Linked DNA regions of Mus musculus: regions 1 and 3 are each linked to region 2. Evidence: chromatin contacts called from public HiChIP or PLAC-seq and promoter capture Hi-C data. All regions are on one chromosome and are shown on one strand. The core of a region is the stretch at or near the end of the contact, and the rest is flanking DNA. Distances in the headings are between cores, read along the strand shown. Region 1 overlaps Dlg2 (discs large MAGUK scaffold protein 2). Region 2 holds the start of Tmem126a (transmembrane protein 126A). Region 3 overlaps Dlg2 (discs large MAGUK scaffold protein 2).

Region 1 (2,700 bases), core at 63-2,562, 760 kb before region 2:
AAAGAACCTGGGATTTTTTTTTAAAGCCCAATTCTACCAATAACCAGCAAGAGCACCAGTATAACCTGTTAACTCCTCTCAGTCCCAAACTTTGTATCCGAAAAGTGTGACTTATAAAAAGTGTGACTGGAGACACATACTGAGATAATGGTTTGTTCTGCACCATATAAAAAAATTCCTGAAATACCACCCACCATTTGTACACACAGGGCTCACTATCTACATTTATTATACAGAGAAGGAGAAGGGAAAACTAAACACTTCTTAATCCCAGGCTGGGACATCCCAACATCACTAAATACAGCCTGGAAGGATCACTGCATCCCCCGAGATGACACAGTGTTGTAGCACAAGATCCTCAGAGCATTGAGTTCTCATTACACCGTTCCTCCTTTCCTCCAGCCAGGCAAATGGTGGTTCCCTAGGATGGAGCTAAATGATGCCCCAGTGAGCAAGCAAGATCTCTGAGGCATACCACCTGGTCTGGTTTGCCTGCCCTCCCTGAATATTGGCACTTAGGTGGCTATAAGACAGAGCTGTAGATGATCTTCAAAAGAATGGCTGCAACCACAGACCTACCTGCATTATAAATCTCTCTGGGACACCATGCCCCATGTTCAGTAACACAGGCAAAGCTCTCCTCTTTACATAACTCTTCTTTTTAATTAAGGCCCAGGAGGCCAAATAAAGACTCTGAAGTAAATCTTGATGCAGCTCTCCTTTTGAAGAGTAATGGCCTTCATAAGAAGATATGTTTTTTTTTTTTTTTTTTTTTTTAAATCTAGGTCTCTTAACTGCAAACCCAAACAAGTACAATTAGAGTTCCCAGGCACTGTGAAGTTCATTAAGGCAAATCAAGAAGTGGTGCAGGTAAAATCTAATCTCTTGCCTCTCGCATCAAAAGCCCCCACACTCGCCCACACTCCATCTCTGGTGGACTAAGCCCTGTGTCTTTTCCAGACTGCCTCTCCTCTCAGCAGCCTCTCTGGTGAGTTCGCCTCCAGGGGCCTCCTCTGCTTTCTGTTGTTTCTGTAGCAGCCAGACTGTTTCTTTCCTGCTCCCTCCCTCCCCAGGGTGCTTCCCACTCCTGTGGTTTGAGTGTCTTCCCACTCCTGTGGCATGTGTCCTTCTGGAGCCAGATCTGTTCACTCACTCAGTCCCTCTGGCTTTTCCCAAAATGATCCTCCTATTTGAACTCACGTTGTTCACACAAAATTTTTTTCTAAATTCATCCCTCTCTCTACACCATTTCTGCTATATACGGATGAAGTGCTCATTTCCACTCTCTGACCTCGTTACCCAGTACATGCATCTGTCACCTTACTAAGTATGGTAATTAGACACCCAAATATGCACTTCCTCTAAACTACCCTGGGCTGCTGCAGAAAAGGGAATATGCTTCACTTATGGTCGGCCCCAAATTCCATTTCTCAGCTCCTGGAAGACATTTATGAATACATGAATGTTTCTAATGGTGACAGATACATCCCAGAACACTCTGCAAACTCTCTCCAGGTTCATTCAAAACGTTGTGGGACCACAAGGAAAGGAGAACCCAAATCTAGTTTACAAAATGCATCTAATTGACATTTACATCTCAGGTCATCAGCTAGGGAGAGGGAAAACAGAAAAGGTCTGGGAATAATGGGGATCTTTCCTCATTATTCTCAGTATGTGATTCAGATGCTCAAAGAACAGAGACCTCCCATATAAGCTATGGTTAGGACTCAGCACATTATGCAGACCGAGAAGTTGTTAAGAGATACTTACTGAATACATGCATACATGCAGTCAGTGTCTAACACTGTGAGGAGCATTTTTCTCATTGTGACCTAATAAGACCAACCAGGGTAATAACATTGCTATGTATAGTTGTGATACATTAAAGGGCATTTTCTTATGATTATTTATAGTAGATCTCTTGGCACAAATTGTATGAATATAATAACATACTGCAAAATTTCCCAACATTGTTGCATATATCACTGTGAATTTGCCGTTATAAATGAATCCTCTAAGGAAAAAATACAGTAAAGGCATATTTGCCACATGATTATTTGATTGTCTATATCCCCTAATGTATTATTTACTCAAACACTTGAAGTGCAGTCATCCAATAGGACTCCAGAAATTGGCACATTTCACAACAAAATATGCTGAGCATGTACATAAATGTATGTAAATGTTCTCAGGTTTGAGCCAAGTTCCTTGCCTTTGTTCTCTTTCTCTGACTTAGTCATAGAGAGACTCATGAGGACTTGGGGCCTCTGGCTTAGTCACAGAGAGACTCATGGGGACTTGCGGCAGCTCTGTGCTTCCAAACTGAAATGATATTGCCAAATAGTTACCTATATGCAAACTGAACTTAGTCCTACAGCTTTTGTACGTAGTGCATAGAAGACTGTATGGGAAATGAGCAGAAAGGACACAAAGGAAATCATCTAGGAAGAGCAGTTTGCAAATCAGTTCTCCAGACTAGTTTTTCAACCTTCCTTGGGGGAACAATGTAGAAATGCTGCCCTTTCCCAGGATTGTTGGGCAGTATGCTCAAACACAGCACACAAAGACCTCCTGCAACCCCACTTACAGCTTCTCAAAGCCTGAGTGAAAGAGGGTCAAGGCGAGGGCTAACCTTGTATTTTAGAACGAATCTTTATGTGTAATCCCTTGTCGGTTTCTCAAATCCAGAGGAAAAGCTCC
Region 2 (2,700 bases), core at 133-2,632:
CAAGAGAAGACATATGAGGTCACTGCAGGATACACAGATATTAAAAACATAAGGAAATATTTATCAACAGTTTAATCCAATAAGCTTGAAATTTTGGACCAAATGGACATTTCAATTGTTCTGAGAAAAGTTTTGATGTTCAATCTAAAAGGTATCTACGCATAGAACAGTGAAATATCTATTATAGATGCTGAATTTATATTACAATTCTATCAATCAGGAAAACTCTGGGCTTAGAAGTCTCCCGTGATGATTCTACCAAACATTCAGCAAATGACATCAAAATGATACAAACGCTCCCAAAAGTGAACAGTTGCTAAATGACACTAATAAGTCAGCGCTACCCTAATGCCAGCACCGGACAAGGAAAGTGTAAAAAGGACTGGGGAAAAACAAACAAACACCCCGCTCATTGGTTAAGAGTAATTGCTGCTCCTGCAGAGGACCGGGGTTTGGTTCCACAGGAATTGGAGTACAGTCTTATTTAGAAATAAATAAATAGATAGATAAATAAATAAATAAATAAATAAATAAAAACAAAAACAAAAAAACTAGAATTGACTTGATGCCTCTCGGGACAGGAATCTTTCGGGACAGGGATCTTACTCATTAGTCTTCTGATAAATTCCAGGCCTCTCAGTTTGGTAAGCGTCTTTATAGTCTACTCACAATTTTACAAAATAACCAGGTAAAGAATTTTGTCCTTTCCTGTTTTACAGATGCAGATGAAAACTGAGACGGAAACTCACAACATTGGTTCCCAGTGGTGCTGACTTATACCCTAAGCCTCCCCCTGGCTGTTTTGTTTGGAATTCACACTGTACGCAGACCAGACTGGCCTGGAATTCACAGAAATCCCCCTGCCTCAGGCTACTGAATTCTGGGATTAAGGCGTACGTTATCACGTGCGGCTCCCTTACTTTTGAACCGTTAGTTTTTCACTACATTCCGTTAACCCTGTTTCACAGAAGCAGTGTTCTAGAGGACATGGGGAATGCTGAGGAAAACAAAACAAAACAAAAAAAAAGCACTCGCTCTGGAATTGCTCACGTTCTGCTGGAAGTCACCCACAGCATAACATGGCACAAAGATCCAAGAGCGAGATGGAGCAAAAAGTCAATCTCAGGCTAACTTCACTGCCAACGTTGCCTTCATCAGCCCGTAGCCTAGCGGCTGCCATGCAACCTACGCCAGGATCGGGGACTCGGAAGTCGGGCTGCGTGCCCAGGCGGGGTGGTGTCGAGCCCAGCCACCGCCACACCGCTGTTTCTGCAGGCTGTACCCGGGATGGGCTATAGCGGACTCGCCAGTCCTCACCGCTAGTCCACAGTTTAGCGTCTCCTGGACCGGAAGCCCGTGGACAGGAAACAGAGGCGGAGACAGAGTCACGTGTGAGCCAAAGATGGAGCTCAGACGACCCTAGCGAAGGTTGCGGTAGACTCGGCGCGGGAGGACCCGGGCAAGCACCGGCGGCTGGGGAGGCTGCCATTAGCTGCCTTCATTCTGCCGAATGGTGAGTAGCTGTGCCAATGTCGCGCTGGGAGAGGCGCGGGGTGGCCACGAGGGTGGGGAACGCTGTGTGTGCTGACCCGGTCTTCACTTTCCACCCGTGAGGGGGAAGACCTGGCTGAATTGATTGAGTTGAAGAATCACTGCCAATTTACAAATTGCTACGTTTAATTTTCCGATGCTTGGTTTTTATGCAGAAACTTTCAGAGATCTTTGTAGTATTTCAAGGTGTCTTTGTCTTTGATGGGGATTTATTAACTGAGAAATAATACCAGGAAGAAGAAACAGGACTTGAATCCTGGGATCCTGATCTAAACCGCTAAATCTGTATTTTACTTTCGAGGTTAATTTTTAAGTCAAGATTTATGGAATTTTGCACATGCAGCATTTTCCAAATCATTGTATATATACAACAGGTACCCAAGATTTGGTAAGACATTGTTCCAGTGCTGTCACAGCTAACTAATACGAATGGTGACCCAAGACAGGCTGATTTATTATCAGGTTATTTCTGAGTTTTGGTTTATTGCTACTACTGTTTTATCTTTTGAAATAGGGTCTTGGAGTACATCCAGGAACTCACAACCCTCCGGCCTCAGCTTCCCAATAGTAGAGGTATCACCACAGGTTGCAGACTTTTTTCCTGTCACCAGGAAGTATGTTTTTAAAGAGCCCAATCTAGTAAAAACGAATCCACCATTCTACACTGATATTCATCCTATGTGTACCATGCCTGCTCAGGCCAGAAAAGGGCATTAGATCACCCTAGGCCTGAAGTTACAGCTGTGTGTGAGCTTTGACGTGGGTGCTAGGGCTCGAATCTTTCATCATGTGTCCACATGCCTGCAATGCCTATGAAGGGTGAAGAGGATTCCAGTCCCCTGGAACCCTTGTTCTTTGCAATAGTGTTCTCTCAAAACTACTGAGCCCTTTCTAACCCTTGACACCTAATCATCTTTACAAAGTGGCTATTACACTTGAAATACAACTTATAGTTCCACCAGCAGATGTCACAGCTTTCCTGAATGCTTCCAAGTGAAACTAATTACCTGTGTACCTAATGACATCCCTGTTATCTTAGCTTCCACCTCATGTTTTTGTTGTTTACTGGATGTTGGCTTTCTCTCATGATGTGAGGCTCTGTCTGTTGCATCACCCCTCCACCCCACTTGTCTAGCACAAATTCTTTGG
Region 3 (2,842 bases), core at 65-2,564, 970 kb before region 2:
TCAAACGCCAAATGAACTGCCGAATTTCAGTAAATATATATATATATATACCTTTTTATCTGTCTCTTTTCAGTTGGTTTCTACTGGCCAACGGGTAGTCAGAAGAGAGTTTTCTTTGGCTGGGTTCTAGGGCACAGTAGATTAGAATCTACTACCGATGTATTGAGAAGGCAAATATATTAATTTTGAACACTTTATGTAGTAACTAACTACGTACTTACAGTATAGAACTTGTACTTTTTCTCATTGTCATTTAACCAAATCACTTAGAAGTCATTAAAAATAAAGTTTGGTGGTAACAAGAGGTAGGGGTAGTGAAGGAAGAGTGCAAGGAAGCTGGAGATGGCGTAGCTTGGGAACTAGTGTCCCTGCAATGTATGTGTACAAGAGTCATTATAATATACCGATATAATGAAGTAGTTCACTTAATGACTATGCTTAAATAAATAATCAGACTCAGCCTTTGGCAAGAATTGCCACAGTTCAGTTGAGTACTCAAATATATCTCTCAGCAAGCATTTTATTGATTTCCCACCAAGGTTATAATTTAACAAACACGTAATATTGATTTGTTTTTTAAACTCCATTCTCGAGCTATGGGGATCTCTGTGGAATTGTAATTCCTTCTAATTAAAAGCTTTCAAAATGCAAATATTTGCCATAAGGCATGGAGCACCATATGTTTCGCTGTAATCAAAGCACAAACTTCACCTCCTAAGATCTGCAAATGTCACTCTTTGCTGATTGGAATTTTTTTGTTTTGCCTTTCATTGACACTTTCCACTAACTTTTGTAAACTTTCGAATTCTATTTTAATTTTAAATTAATTAAATTACAGTTATTGAGCACCTGTCTGGAACGAGGGTCTGGACTGAGCCTTAACAAGCTGCTTGTGACAAACTTCCTCTACTCATTTTTAGCCACCACACTAATGAGGAACGAAACACTGATAAAGACAGATAAAGGTAGATATTCACATAGATAAACTTGTAGGAAGAAGAACCTATCTCCAAAAGATTTATCACCTTGGACTTAACCATCTTGTATAATTGTGGGAAACTCACAGGAAGAAATTAGTCTCAACACCCTTTGAAATTCCTTTTACGATTCAGAGAACATCCGCTACAGGGCTATATATAATCTGAGCTCCAAATCTACAGGCGTCATCTTTTTCTTTAAGTCAAATGCAGTAGGACAGCTACACAATATTGATTCCAGCCGATGTTCTTCAATGGAGCAACTTAAGTCAGCATATAAATTGCTAGCGACTATTACTGAACACTCACAGTGGGCTAGGCACGATTAATTCAGCTGAAACTCATTAATCCAATGACTAACTAGGTCCCCATTAGGAAGGTTCACATTTTACAAATGGCCAAGCAAGAGCAAAACACCCAGCTGAAATGCAACAGAATTGGCAGGCACTTTCATCATCTGCTGTTAATTGGAAGAAGTAGAACTTAACTTTATTCAGAAGAATGCTTCATCGTGGCCTTGGGAGCTAATGGAGTCTCAGGGGATCTGACTGGACTCCTCTAAGACCCTTCCAGGAGAGATGGCAGCTTTCTACAAGGAAGGGAGGAGGCCTGTGTGCCCAGTGATCCCCAGGAAGAATGAGTAACACCATGATACCATTTTGTGTAGACATGCACAGGTTGCTTGCCTTGAACATAATTTATGTACAGGAAAAATAGAAGCTTTATTGAGGCAAGAAGATGGGGGCGGTTGCTGAACTTAATTTTAAAGGGAGAGGCTACTGTTTCAGGTCTGGGTTACTAACTTTGCTGTCAAAGAAAACAAATAGTGTTCCGGAGCTGGGGTACTCACATGTTGCCACCAGGTCTTGTTGCTGTGCTTTGGCCATGATCCATCATCGCTCATTATTATCCGATGCTCATCACTCCCAGCCCCAGAAATCATTTGCTAGGTACAGATCATGCATTTTGTACTTGGCTATGTTAATCAAGAGCTTTGTTCCCCCTTCTTTCATGGACTTGGTAGTCTGGTTGGGTGGGCAGATATTAAGTGCATATGTGTATGTAATTACCCTGGTACAATAACAGGTTAGTTGAAGAAAGCACACACTGCATGTGGTGTACATTATCAACAAGTAGTAAGGCTCAGTATGGGTCATAAGGCTCAATAGGTCAGGTGACAATGTGACAGCCGCTTCTTTTTTTTTTTTTTTAATTAGGTAATTTCCTCGTTTACATTTTCAATGCTATCCCAAAGGTCCCCCATACCCACCCCCCCCAATCCCCTACCCACCCACTCCCCCTTTTTGGCCCTGGTGTTCCCCTGTACTGGGGCATATAAAGTTTGCAAGTCCAATGGGCCTCTCTTTGCAGTGATGGCCGACTAGGCCATCTTTTGATACATATGCAGCTAAAGACAAGAGCTCCCGGGTACTGGTTAGTTCATATTGTTGTTCCACCTATAGGGTTGCAGTTCCCTTTAGCTCCTTGGGTAATTTCTCTAGCTCCTCCATTAGGGGCCGTGTTGCCCATCCAATAGCTGACTGTGATCATCCACTTCTGTGTTTGCTAGGCTCCGGCATAGTCTCACAAGAGAGAGCTATATCTGGGTCCTTTCAGCGAAATCTTGCTAGTGTATGCAATGGTGTCAGCATTTGGAAGCTGATTATGGGATGGATCCCTGCATATGGCAATCACTAGATGGTCCATCCTTTTGTCACAGTGACAGCCGCTTCTATGGGTACCTCTTGTATCTGCATGTGGCCTTTTTGTATAATTTCATGTTTTATATCTCTCTTATGAGACTCTCATAGAATCCTATCATAGATGAGGGCTCTTGCTCCTAAGGACTCCATGATGGCATATGC

What was found. Promoter capture Hi-C pulls out the DNA fragments that hold promoters and counts their contacts. HiChIP or PLAC-seq counts read pairs in DNA pulled down with a chosen protein or histone mark.
Region 1: a contact with region 2 is called in a promoter capture Hi-C map of hippocampal neurons, with 4 times the contacts expected there. The contact joins the enhancer-like site here to the promoter of Tmem126a in region 2. A contact is called at or near these places in 6 of 39 promoter capture datasets (cranial neural crest, frontonasal cranial neural crest, hippocampal neurons and 3 more), 11 of 115 datasets of contacts at active chromatin or transcription factors (differentiating embryonic stem cells, embryonic forebrain, embryonic hindbrain and 7 more) and 1 of 9 other capture datasets (embryonic stem cells).
Region 3: a contact with region 2 is called in an H3K4me3 HiChIP or PLAC-seq map of forebrain, with 5 times the contacts expected there. The contact joins the enhancer-like site here to the promoter of Tmem126a in region 2. A contact is called at or near these places in 5 of 39 promoter capture datasets (the 3T3-L1 cell line, cranial neural crest, frontonasal cranial neural crest and 2 more), 20 of 115 datasets of contacts at active chromatin or transcription factors (SST interneurons, VIP interneurons, cardiomyocytes and 12 more) and 1 of 9 other capture datasets (embryonic stem cells).

The regions. Positions count from the first base shown.
Region 1 is chr7:91,217,138-91,219,837 of GRCm38.p6, reverse strand. The region is part of intron 1 of Dlg2 (discs large MAGUK scaffold protein 2); the gene reads right to left. Among named protein-coding and RNA genes, the nearest start is that of Gm24552, 25 kb to the left of the region's middle. Within about 2 kb of position 1,312, at least 14 of the 459 cell types and tissues checked have an H3K27ac peak or open chromatin away from gene starts, as enhancers often do. A contact at or near this core is called in forebrain and hippocampal neurons, where this site is marked.
Region 2 is chr7:90,455,885-90,458,584 of GRCm38.p6, reverse strand. It overlaps Tmem126a (transmembrane protein 126A), which reads left to right and starts at 1,382. Exons shown (of 5, transcript NM_025460.3): 1 at 1,382-1,513.
Region 3 is chr7:91,428,598-91,431,439 of GRCm38.p6, reverse strand. All of the region lies in intron 1 of Dlg2 (discs large MAGUK scaffold protein 2), which reads right to left. Among named protein-coding and RNA genes, the nearest start is that of Gm24552, 190 kb to the right of the region's middle. Within about 2 kb of position 1,314, at least 7 of the 459 cell types and tissues checked have an H3K27ac peak or open chromatin away from gene starts, as enhancers often do. A contact at or near this core is called in SST interneurons, VIP interneurons and forebrain, where this site is marked.